Regions from separate parts of the Gossypium hirsutum genome. Here all the other regions are linked to region 1. The links are chromatin contacts, called in public Hi-C maps. All regions are on one chromosome and are shown on one strand. Each heading gives the region's core, a stretch centred on a gene start, on an enhancer-like site or on the middle of the called end of the contact. The rest is flanking DNA. Distances are from core to core; before and after follow the strand shown.

Region 1 (3,811 bases), core at 1,293-3,792:
TCGGCTAAAGTGAAGAGAATCAATCCCACAACTAAAAGAATTGCTGAAATATATTCATGTGCTGGGTATTTTCGTCTTAAACCTGGTATGAAAGCACCCATTACCATCACTGGTAGAACCTATGAACATTTAAAAAAACTTCAAAAAATCAGAAATGGGTTAATTGCTTGAAGATCCTTATTATTACCCAAATTCTAATTTGGTCCTAAACTTTAAAATGCTTTAATTGAGCCCTCAAAAGTATTTGTAAAATAACAGTTTGACTCTAACATGAAGCAGGTCTAAAATGTTTTAATTAAATTTAATTTTTTATGAGAGCTAAAATACAATTTATCATTGTTTTTATAAGAACTAAATCACAATTTTATCATTCTTGAGGGTAATTTTCGCCAAGTATTAACTCATAACTTTACAAATTTTAGAGGGTTTAAAGAGAAAATTTCCCATTTTAGGGGCCACCTCGGATCCAAATTGTTAATACAATAAATATGTTCAACATCATACTTGAGTTGACATTTAACACCCGAGTTGATGGCTAAAGTCCAAACCAATACTCTAAGGATGCAACTAATGGTGCTAAGAGTTCAGGGTCAATTCAAAATATGAAGAATAGTTTGAGGACATCTGGTTAAATTAACCCTAAAACATTAATGCATGAATATGGTGTGTATTTACCTTGGTGGATTTGAACATGAGCTGAGCAGGGTAATTAAGAAAAGCCAAAGACCCTTTTGTGAGCCCATGAGAACCCATAAGAACTGCAGAGAGTTTCACATAAGTCTTCCATGGATTCACCATTTGTTTTGGGGTGAAACCTTGAAGATAAATTAGGAAGAGATATACAAATCCTTGAACAAATGTGAAGTACCACCCATAGCTGAAACACAATGAAAACAACATCATTACTTGACCAACAAAAAAATTTGATCAAACCAGTGATAAAGAAATTAACATAGGTTGGTTTTTTCTAGAAAGATCTACGAATTGTCATCAGTCCAGAGTTAACAGACTTCTCAACGAGTTGGTATTGTCATTAAATACCATGTCTCCCCTCTAATGACCTATATCCTATAGGTTGGGGTTTCAAACCCTGCTAATAGTAAATTGCCACCATTTGCATCATGCACAAACCGAGTTGGTGATGCACTTTCGCGCTGTGAACACACATACAGATAGCCTTTTTCAAGCACTTGGGCTTTCTGGCGAGTCTAATAACAAAACCTCGACCTAATCCAAAGACAATAATGACTCGTTTAAAAGGTTTGTCAATTTGGAGTTGACAAATTCTACAACAAGTCAAATTTTGTCCTTGAATACTATGTTCCCCTCTAGTGAACTATGTCCTATAGGTTGGGGATTCAAACCCACCCTCTCCTTTGATGGGTGATCATGTGTGGTGAGTGACTCCCACTTCGTGAACCCGTACTAAATTGACCTCTTCAGACATTCGAATTTTTTTTCGAAGATAAAACCTCAACTCAATTCAGAGATAATATTGACAGTCATCAATCTTCTTCGAAAGAAGTAAACCTCCCTAAATAGAAGCCGCCCCTTTGAAGAAAAACAATTGCAATTACCTGAACTGGAGTCTGTTGTATACATATTCCTGAAAAGTAGCAAAAATAATTAGTCACCACCATTACTAGATCATGCATTAAGCTCTGTTTGGTTGCTAAGAAAATAAAAAGAAAAGAAAAAGGAATCAACTCAATCATTTAGACTTCTACATTTGAGTGCCTCATATATCTCTTCAACAAAAAGACAAAATCCAACACCAAGACTTTTCCTTTTTTTTTCCCAGGCTTTTCCCGCAGAATTCACATAAACAAAAAGAAAAATAAAAAAATACCTCACAAACGCCATTAACAAGGTAACCAAAGAAGAACCCAGAAGAACAAATAAGAAACTGTTTCCATTTAGGTAAATCAGAGAGTGAAATCCCAAACAAGAAACGTGCTTGTTCTTCGTTTTTCATTTGCTGTCTCTGTTTTTTTTTTCACTCAATTTGGTAACTTAAGGGCAAAAACAAAAAGAAGCAGTCAATTTAATTAAAGATATGAAAATTAAGTTGGATCAACCATGTTTATAAGAAAAAAAAACCCTTTAAATATAACTTCTATTGCATGTTGTTGTTGACTTTTGGTAATGATTTGGTTATGTTTAAGTGCTCTGTTTTATGGATTTTTTTGATACAAACAGAGAAAAAACAGAGCAAAGAGAGAGAGAGAGAGAGAGAGAGAGAGAGAGGGAGAAGAAGAAAACTTGAAAGGGTGGAATTTGTATCTCCTATGCGCGTTTTCCCAAGAAAATTTTTATATGAGTTGGAAAATTCAAGGACTAACTTGCCATTTACGGCCAAACTTCATTCTTTATTAACGGCTAATTTTAAATTTTATTGATAAGTTAATTGAATAACATTTTTAAATCACATTATTAATGAAAGGAATTAGTAAATATAAGTAGTTAAGTAAGGGTTAGAATTTGAGATTTGGCTTTTGTATTTTAAAATTTAAAATTTTAATCTAATCATTATCATTTTTGGTAGATTTTGTAAGTTACATACCATGTCATATATACAAGAATTAAATCTTGAATTTTGTACAAGTATAGGGACTAAAAGTATATTTTAACTTTATTCTCAGAAATCGGATTAATATTTTAGTTTTCATAAAGTATAGAAATTAAATTTTGAAAAATTAAAATAGAAGGATTAATTTATAAGTTTTCATAAAGTGAAGTGATAATATTTGGAATTATGTGTGATTGAAACATATCTAATAGTATCGAAATTATTATTTATGTCTCTTACCTAAATTATCATTAGAAAATTGTGGAGAAATGTTAGGAATTAATCTATGGATTATGATTGGTGGTAATGATTTTTTTTCCTTCAAATTTTATGACCAAAATTAAGAAATTATGATATATTTCACTTATCAATGAGATAATTATCATCTTTTTAATTTAACCTAAATACATGTAATAATTTCTTTATTTCTCCATTCCTTTTTGAGAAATTATTTGTACATACAAACCTAAACTTTTGATTCTCTTTTTAAGTATAATAATAATAATAACGTGTCGATTGAATATTAACTTAATTAATATGAGTATTATTGTCAATGTAGGAGAATATGAGCTTGAATGTGTTGAAGCGTATTACCTTTCTATTTATGGGTTAGAGAAATGCTATAGGTAGTTGTAGGCATTATATCAAAAAAAAATTCAGGAGGATTAGGATATAGTTGTATATTTTTATGAAAACTAAAAATGTAATTTCAAAATTTTAATAATTTATATATTTATAATTTTTATCTTTTAAGGTTAAACTATAATCTTATCATATATTAAATTAAAATTTTATATTTTAGAGGTTGGGCTAATTAGCCCCAAATGCCAACCCATGTATTAGAGTCGAACAAGATTAAACCCTTAAACAAGAAATAAAGTTCTTACACAATTAATTTTTTTATTCATAAAATTCGAATTTAAAACGGGAAATAAATTAGTGCTTACAATTAAAAACCCAAACATAACACGTGAAAACAAAAAGGCTCCCTTATTAACGTTTTTCATTTATAAATGTAACGGTGGGAAGAGAGTAATAAATAATTGGGTTTTCATGCACAATAAACGTCATCCATATATATATATTAGTAATATTGCCTCGATATAATTAATAAATGGATGTAAAAGTTATAATAATTTATAATTTTTAGCTTAAAATTAAAATAATTATTCGATTGAATAATATAATATTAGGTAAACTATAAAAATAGTCACTTTTTTAATAACCTAATTTTTAGTAGTG
Region 2 (3,564 bases), core at 757-3,256, 260 kb after region 1:
ATTTCATTGAAAACGTCACTGCATATGAACTATATATATATATCATTTGAGAATCTAAAAATCAAAAACCTAAGAGGATAAAAGGTTGCTTTCACAACAATAGATGAAATCAGCCAATCCCTACCTAATTTTCGTCTCTACCACTAAACTAAACAAATGAAAAGAAACAGGCAATAAACTAGATTTCGCTTTTTGGTTTGTTTATTTGAAAAAAAGGAACCAAATTGTTTATGTTTGGGCATAATGTCATGTATTATTATGTTCCATACTCATATTGTTCACCACCTTTGTCTTGGATTGACCAAGACTCGAATCTCTCTTGCCTGGCACTGAGTCAGCTCAGTTTTGTGGACCAAAAATGAGGATACCTCGGACACCAACACGTTTCAACTGATGACACAGTTCAATATTTATTACATTATCCATTGAAGGTTGTTTGCTAGGTGTTGATTCAAGTCAAAATTAAATGTGGATTGAAATGCTAAGTTCATCATTCATCTTTTTCCATCATGAAATTCCCTTCGTAATTAGATTATTCGTATTTAGTTAATAGAGTGTAATTAATTTTTGTTATAATACATAAATTTGATGTTTTTTGTAATTGTGGTTCATATTATTAAAGATATGGAGAGCTATTAATATAATGTCAGTTCTTGTTATGAGAGGTTCAGAGAACCGTTATTCTTTGAGAGCTAAACAAATAATGAAAGAGAGATTGAAATCCAATATGTATTTTCTTCTCTTCCATTTGAAGTATTTATAGGAAAATAACAGCCAGTTTCCATGGTAGGGTTGTGGGTGTTAACATAGGGTGCAATCAGATGCGATTTTGGGGAAACCATATAGGGAATTGTTGGTTGTGGTGATTGATGGGAGTCTTTAGGGTTCTTTCTCATATATTTCCTTCAGATTATATTGATTTCGAATAGGGTAAAGCCATAATTTTTTTTGAAGAAACTAAATATGAATTATAAATTTTTGAGAGAGCTAAAAATATAATTTCTTCATTGCATTAATGTAAAATTTTAAAATTTTCAAGGGATTAAATTATTAACTTTTTGTTTGTAAAAGAGAGTATAATTGAATCTTAAATTTTAAGAGTTCAAATGCAATTTTACATTAAATTAATTTAAAACTTTAAATACTCAAGAGACTAAAAATGCAATTTTCATTGGGAGGGCCCTCTAGCTTCGTCCCTAATATCGGAGATGTGATGTTTGCGTTTACAGGGCGAAGCTTCTTGAGGTTAAACTCTAAGGGTGAGACTCCTTGAGTGAAGCGGCATGTGGATTATGTCACCATAGTTTAGGTAGGTTGGGGGGGTTGTAGTGTTGGGCCTCTATGTTAATGGCTTCTCATATACAATATAATAGTATAACACTTAAATTAAGTTAAATTATTGTTTGAGCTTGGCAATTATTCTCGTATTAGGGTTTGACTTTATTATTATTATTATTTAAGTTAACCTCTAAATTTGATAATTGTACTTACATTTGGGCTTAAACTCTTTTTAGATCCAAGAAGTTAGTCCCTGATATTTTCTTGAAAGCCCTGAATTTCATATCCTAATGTGAAAACAATTGTCAAGTTCAAGCCCCAATATGAGAAATTGTCAAATTTAAGGATTAACTTCGTAAAAAAAGTTTAAGCCCCAATGTGAGAATAATTGTCTAGTTCGAGCTTCATATAGTGATTTAACCCTTTTAAATTTATATGTGATGCTTGATAGCACATAATGTAATTACAAAAGACATTTAAAAGAATCGAGAAAATAAAAAATTGATTTGAATTATAATGATGTTCGGTTTGATTTTGATTCGGTCTAGTTGAAAGGTTTGTTTTCCAATTATAAATTAAAATACTGTAATTATCCGAGCCAAACTAAATCGAATTAAATTAATTTTTATTTTTATAATATAAAAATGAATATATATATATTGTTTTAATTACACTAGCTTGTGAATAAGTCTATTAACCGTAACCGGTTTAAACGTAGTTGTTACGTCGGCAAGCTAGCTGTTAAAGATGTCACGTGCCAGCGAATCCCTTCTTCATCACTGCTACTGTGTAAAAAAAATCCAAAATTATTTCACACAAATCCTAACCCTAAAATCCCCCTTTCAATTTTTTGGTTCTTTATTTTTTTTCCTTCGCAATGGATGGCATAGAGGGCGCTTCAAATCCAATGATGGAGGAGATGCAGGCAAATGGAACCGGAGGTGTCGACGGATCGCCGTTAACTTCTACATCGAGGCGGAAGAACCGGCCAATCGTAAGCGGCGAACCGCTAGATATCGAGGCTTACGCTGGGCTTTACACTGGCCGAACTAAGATCAAGCGCCTCATGTTCATTGCCAACCACTGCGACAATCCCGGTATGCAATTGGAAGCCCTTAGGATGGCTTATGATGAAATCAAAAGGGGAGAAAACACCCATCTTTACCGTGAAGTAGTTCAGAAGATCGACGGTCGATTGGGTCCTAATTATGCGATGGATGCTGCATGGTGCTCTACGATTGAGCGGAAAGCTGAGCAGAGGAAAGAAAAGCTCGAAAGTGAACTCAATGCTTATAGGGTAAATTAAATTATTTCAATTGAATAAAAACTTTTTAATTAAGGCTAGTTTGATCCTTGTTTATTTATTTTTTATTTATTTGCAGACGAATTTAATTAAAGAAAGTATAAGAATGGGATACAATGATTTTGGTGATTTTTACTATGCTCATGGTGCATTGGGGGATGCTTTTAAAAGCTATGTTCGAACTCGCGATTATTGTACTACGTCGAAGCATATTATTCAGATGTGTTTGAATGCAATTCTTGTGAGCATTGAAATGGTTCAATTTAGTAATGTGACTAGCTACGTTAGTAAAGCTGAGCAAACACCTGAAGCACTTGATCCCCCAACTGTTGCTAAGCTATGTTGTGCTGCCGGGTTGGCTCATTTGGAGGCTAAGAAGTACAAGCTTGCAGCTCGTAAGGTTTGTCTACTTATAACTTGTTGTGATGGCTTGTTTTTTCTGCTTGTGTTCGTGTATGGCTGAATAGTGTAGAAGATAATTGTGGTATTTATGATTCATTTGGCTTTTGCATAGGCATGTATCTCTGAAAATGGGTGGTTATTCACACGTTATAATTGAACCAGTCAAATTCTCGCCATTTACCTATTTATTGTCTAGTGACTTGTATTTAAGTTCAAAAGCTATTTTGTGCTATAAATTCAAAATGAATACAGACTTGAGCTTGAGCCTAGTAACTTTAAGGACCAAGTTCAAACAATCTGATAGGCATGGCGTCGCACACCGCTTTCCTACAATGAAGTCTGAAATCTTCTTTTAGTTTTGTTCTGTGTTGTAAGATTATGGAAGAGAACTTATGAGACTTGGCTAGTTTGATATGAGAAAATCAGTATTATATGCTTTGATGGTAATGCAGTACAATGGTTGTGTGCCTTGAGGGTCAAGTTTTGCTGCCTTTTTCTTGTGCAGTCCCTAAAACTTTGTTTTGTGTAATTAATTTGAACTTTTCTTGACTGCTTGGTAAGGTTGAGGGTTTCTTTGATTG
Region 3 (3,776 bases), core at 493-2,992, 390 kb after region 1:
AATCGTGCCCTATTGTATTGGGTTTCGATTTTCTGTTTGTTCAAAATAATTGAATATTCCTTTAGAATTTCCCTCTTGTTTTAAAAATTCTAAAGCAAGGCAATGTCCAATGTTTGGAAATTCGAGGAATCGTGCCTTGCCGTGCTGGGTTTCGATTTTTCGTTGGACTAAATAATCGGACATCCTTTTGTAATTTTCAACATATAAACTTTTGGAAGTCAAGAATTTATCGTGTTTTCGAGGGTATAAAGGATCTTGTCCTATCGCGCTGGATGTGATGCTGTATACCTTCGAAACAAGAGAATTTTGACGACTAACTTAAGCCATTCAAATGTTTTAAAAGGAACCATATTTCAAAAATAGCTTTAAATCTTAGACATAAGGACAGTACTTAATCAATTTCGTACCAATTTTGGGCGTAGTGAGGGTGCTAATCCTTCTTCATACGTAACCGACTCCCGAACCCGTTTTCTCAAATTTACGTAGGCCAAAATCGATTTAAATAAAACAAAATGTTTTACTAGGTGACCCAATCACACTTAAATGAAAAAATTGATGGCGACTCCACATTTGGTTTTCAAAAAGTCGATCCCCTTTTTTTAATGTCAAAAATGGTTTCAACAGGAAATTTACATATCAAGTCCCTATATATTTTAGGTCATTATATTTTAGTCTGGTGCCGCCAATTTGTTTGATGGTACCGACAGAACACTATAGTAAATGTATCATTTTGATAAATAATTTCATTAGCATACCATTTGAGTTTTCTTTTTTATTTGTATTGTTGTGGGTAAAAAAGCCATATATATTCCTTATACTACTATTATATATAATTCAATTTATCAACCTAAAAAACTAATTTTTTTTTGAATATTTACGTTATAGATAGTTTATTTAATTTTTCATATGATATGAATTATAAAAATATAAATAAAAAAATAAAAAATTAACATATTGTAAACTTAAAAATGAATCAAGTTTGAGTTTTGCATATTGGAACTCAAGCTTAGCCCATATTTAAACAAGTTTAATTTTTTTTATCTAATCTCATTTTTCGAGTTTAATATTTCTATCCAAATTTTAGATCAACTTTAATATTTCTATCCAAATTTTAGATCAACTTTTAAATTTAATTAATGGGATAATTTAGAAAATGTGGAAGAAATTTGAGCAATCTGGTGGCCAAATTATGAGAGATGAGAAGCCAAAAATCAGATCATATGTTCATTTGGTGGGAGTCAAAAAAGCCTGTTACTATTATTTTCCCCTTCCATTCAATCGTACAATAATATTCACATGCAGCAGCATTGCATGTCTATTACAAATACATCTATTGATGTCACCATAAAAGGCCAAATATTGGTACAAATATTTCTGTACTAATGAGCAATTTGGCAACTAAGAAAAAAATTATTTCATTAAAATTTACAATTTTACTTAGTTTTTAGATTTTATTTAAAGCGTCAAATTTGAAATTAATGTTAACTAAAAATTTAAATACGAATCTTTTATCATTTCATTGTGTATAGAGTTTTTAGACTTGATATGTTATTTTTATAAAATTTAAGAAAAATAAATATATCTTCGATAAAGAAATTAGTCATTATTATCGTTGATGGAGTTATGGTTCTTGTATGCTAACAATTTCGGAGTTGAAGCATTGGGTTAACAACACCATGGAGTTTGGTCCAGTAAGCAATGTTTAACCCCCAACAAATCCTTTGTAAACTTTGATCCTTTAGGTTTAAGAATGTATGACCATTGGGCTGAGTTTGGGGTTGGACCAACAAACAAGTTTGGAATGTTTTGGGCCTCTTGTAATGTTGTAATAGATTTAATGGCTTACATATTATCAATTTATTTCTTTTGATATTTGTGGTAAGAGTGAGTTTGATTTGGTTCAATCTGAAATTTTTTGAATTATTTATGAAAATTCAGTTTAATTCTTATTTTTTCCATATTAATTTCAGTTTTAATTTTTTTGGACTTATTTTAACAAAATGAACTTTATTTTATAACCTTTAGACATTATTTGGTAAATTTTCAGAAGTTTTTCTCATAATATTTCTAAAAAAGATTAATTTTTAAGTAAATAAAAAATCCTTTATATTGTATAAAGTAATTTGTGCGAGTATGAGATTGATAGTTTATTGGTAAAAATACATGAAGACCCTTATACGATGAGTCAAATTGCATTTTGTTCTCTATAGTAAAAAGTGAACAAATCAGTTATTGTACATTAAATCAAAGATTGAATTAATTTTTTCTATTAAAAATTAGCACGATTGACGAAATAATCAAATAGTGACACGTGAAATACCACATTTACCTCATACTAGTGTACAAATACCAATTTTAAACAGTAAAATTGAATGAAATTTTAAACAGGAGAATCAACTTATTATTTTTTTTATAGATAAAGAATAAAAGTAAACAGATTACACCATTTCTTTTCTTGGCATGGCCCAACCAGTAACATCATCAAAAAATACATTTAAAACAAAATAAAATCTAACTCTTAATATAAATATTTTTATAATAAAATTTTGAAAATTTTTTAAATTACAAATTATCAATTTATAAAGGAAAATTAGTGGACAGTCGGCATTTAAGAACATGTTTTGCGGCAATGGCAGGCTGGTCTGCTGTTATTTTTCTGAAAAAATATTTTTTTCAACGTTTTAATAATTTTAAAATAGAGTTAAATGACTTTTTATTATTATTTATTTCTTTACTGCATTAAAGGTATGATTTCTCATTAAATTATGTTAAATGAACCGAAATCGTTTGCAGAAATTTTCATTATTATTAAATGAATTTTTTAAATTATAACAATTTATAAAATAATCATTTAATTTTTAATTTTTTAATAATTAACTGATAACAATGATGATGACAATAGCACAAATATTATAAAAATAAAAAATATAAATCATCAAAAACTAAATCATCTCAACCATTAATGTTGAATCCAATAATAAAAGTATCATTATCAAAATCTTGGCGGTGTGAACTTCATTAATGTAGAAATAATAAAGTTCATAGCTGCCGACCACATCAAACCCAAAAGTTGGTAGGATGTATCAATCTTTATACAGAACTTTGCTGCTTCTTCTTTTTTACATATTATATTATTTTAGTTAAAGAAAATGTTTTGCATGCTCAAATTCCTCCTTCCATTGCCGACCATGCATGAATTACGAGAATATCATTGTTAATATTGTAATTATATATATATATGTAAATGTATATGTCGATTGAGTCTTTAGTTCGATTGGTATTAATATTATTGTCAATATAAGAAAATGTGAGTTTCAATGTGCTGAAGTGTATTATCCTTATGTTTATGGATTGGGAAGAGACTATGTTTAATTTTAAACCTTATGCCAAAAAGAACAGATATAATCAAAACATACAATGAATTAATATTATGTTGAACTTCCACAAATGTTCAACAATACTCAATAGCCTCATGTGCTTGAGAGGAAAAAAATACAGCTTCTTACCAATGAATAGAATTTGCTTAATTATTCAACGACAATAAAATTGACCCTATACTGATTTAGATTACTAATAGCGTGGCAAATTTTGTCTAATGATGTACAATTTTGTGCACCAATAGTGACGTGACATCGTTTGGTGATTGATAAAGCATAGAATTAATATGTTGACTATGTTAAAAGGATTAGCTATCTAGTTAGTTCGCATGTAACTAATTAGTTTTTGCTGCTAGGCAGTTAGTTAATTATTAAGTATAAGTACAGTACATTAGGTGA

Evidence for each region. A called contact is a pair of places that touch in the nucleus more often than the background predicts.
Region 2: a contact with region 1 is called in a Hi-C map of leaf, with 2.2 times the contacts expected there. The contact joins the promoter of LOC107945645 here to the promoter of LOC107923650 in region 1. A contact is called at or near these places in 2 of 34 Hi-C or Micro-C datasets (both in leaf).
Region 3: a Hi-C map of leaf shows a contact between it and region 1, with 2.8 times the contacts expected there. The contact joins the enhancer-like site here to the promoter of LOC107923650 in region 1. A contact is called at or near these places in 3 of 34 Hi-C or Micro-C datasets (all in leaf).

Annotation. Positions count from the first base shown.
Region 1 is chrA12:79,368,236-79,372,046 of Gossypium_hirsutum_v2.1, forward strand. It overlaps LOC107923650 (UDP-galactose/UDP-glucose transporter 2), which reads right to left and starts at 2,543. Exons shown (of 7, transcript XM_016853836.2): 1 at 1,850-2,543; 2 at 1,578-1,606; 3 at 676-877; 4 at 1-119. The coding sequence starts at 1,975.
Region 2 is chrA12:79,626,977-79,630,540 of Gossypium_hirsutum_v2.1, forward strand. It overlaps LOC107945645 (COP9 signalosome complex subunit 1), which reads left to right and starts at 2,007. Exons shown (of 6, transcript XM_016879726.2): 1 at 2,007-2,575; 2 at 2,661-2,981. The coding sequence starts at 2,156.
Region 3 is chrA12:79,758,494-79,762,269 of Gossypium_hirsutum_v2.1, forward strand. No RefSeq gene overlaps it. Among protein-coding and RNA genes, the nearest start is that of LOC107935160, 26 kb to the right of the region's middle. Within about 2 kb of position 1,743, at least 2 of the 9 cell types and tissues checked have an H3K27ac peak or open chromatin away from gene starts, as enhancers often do. A contact at or near this core is called in leaf, where this site is marked.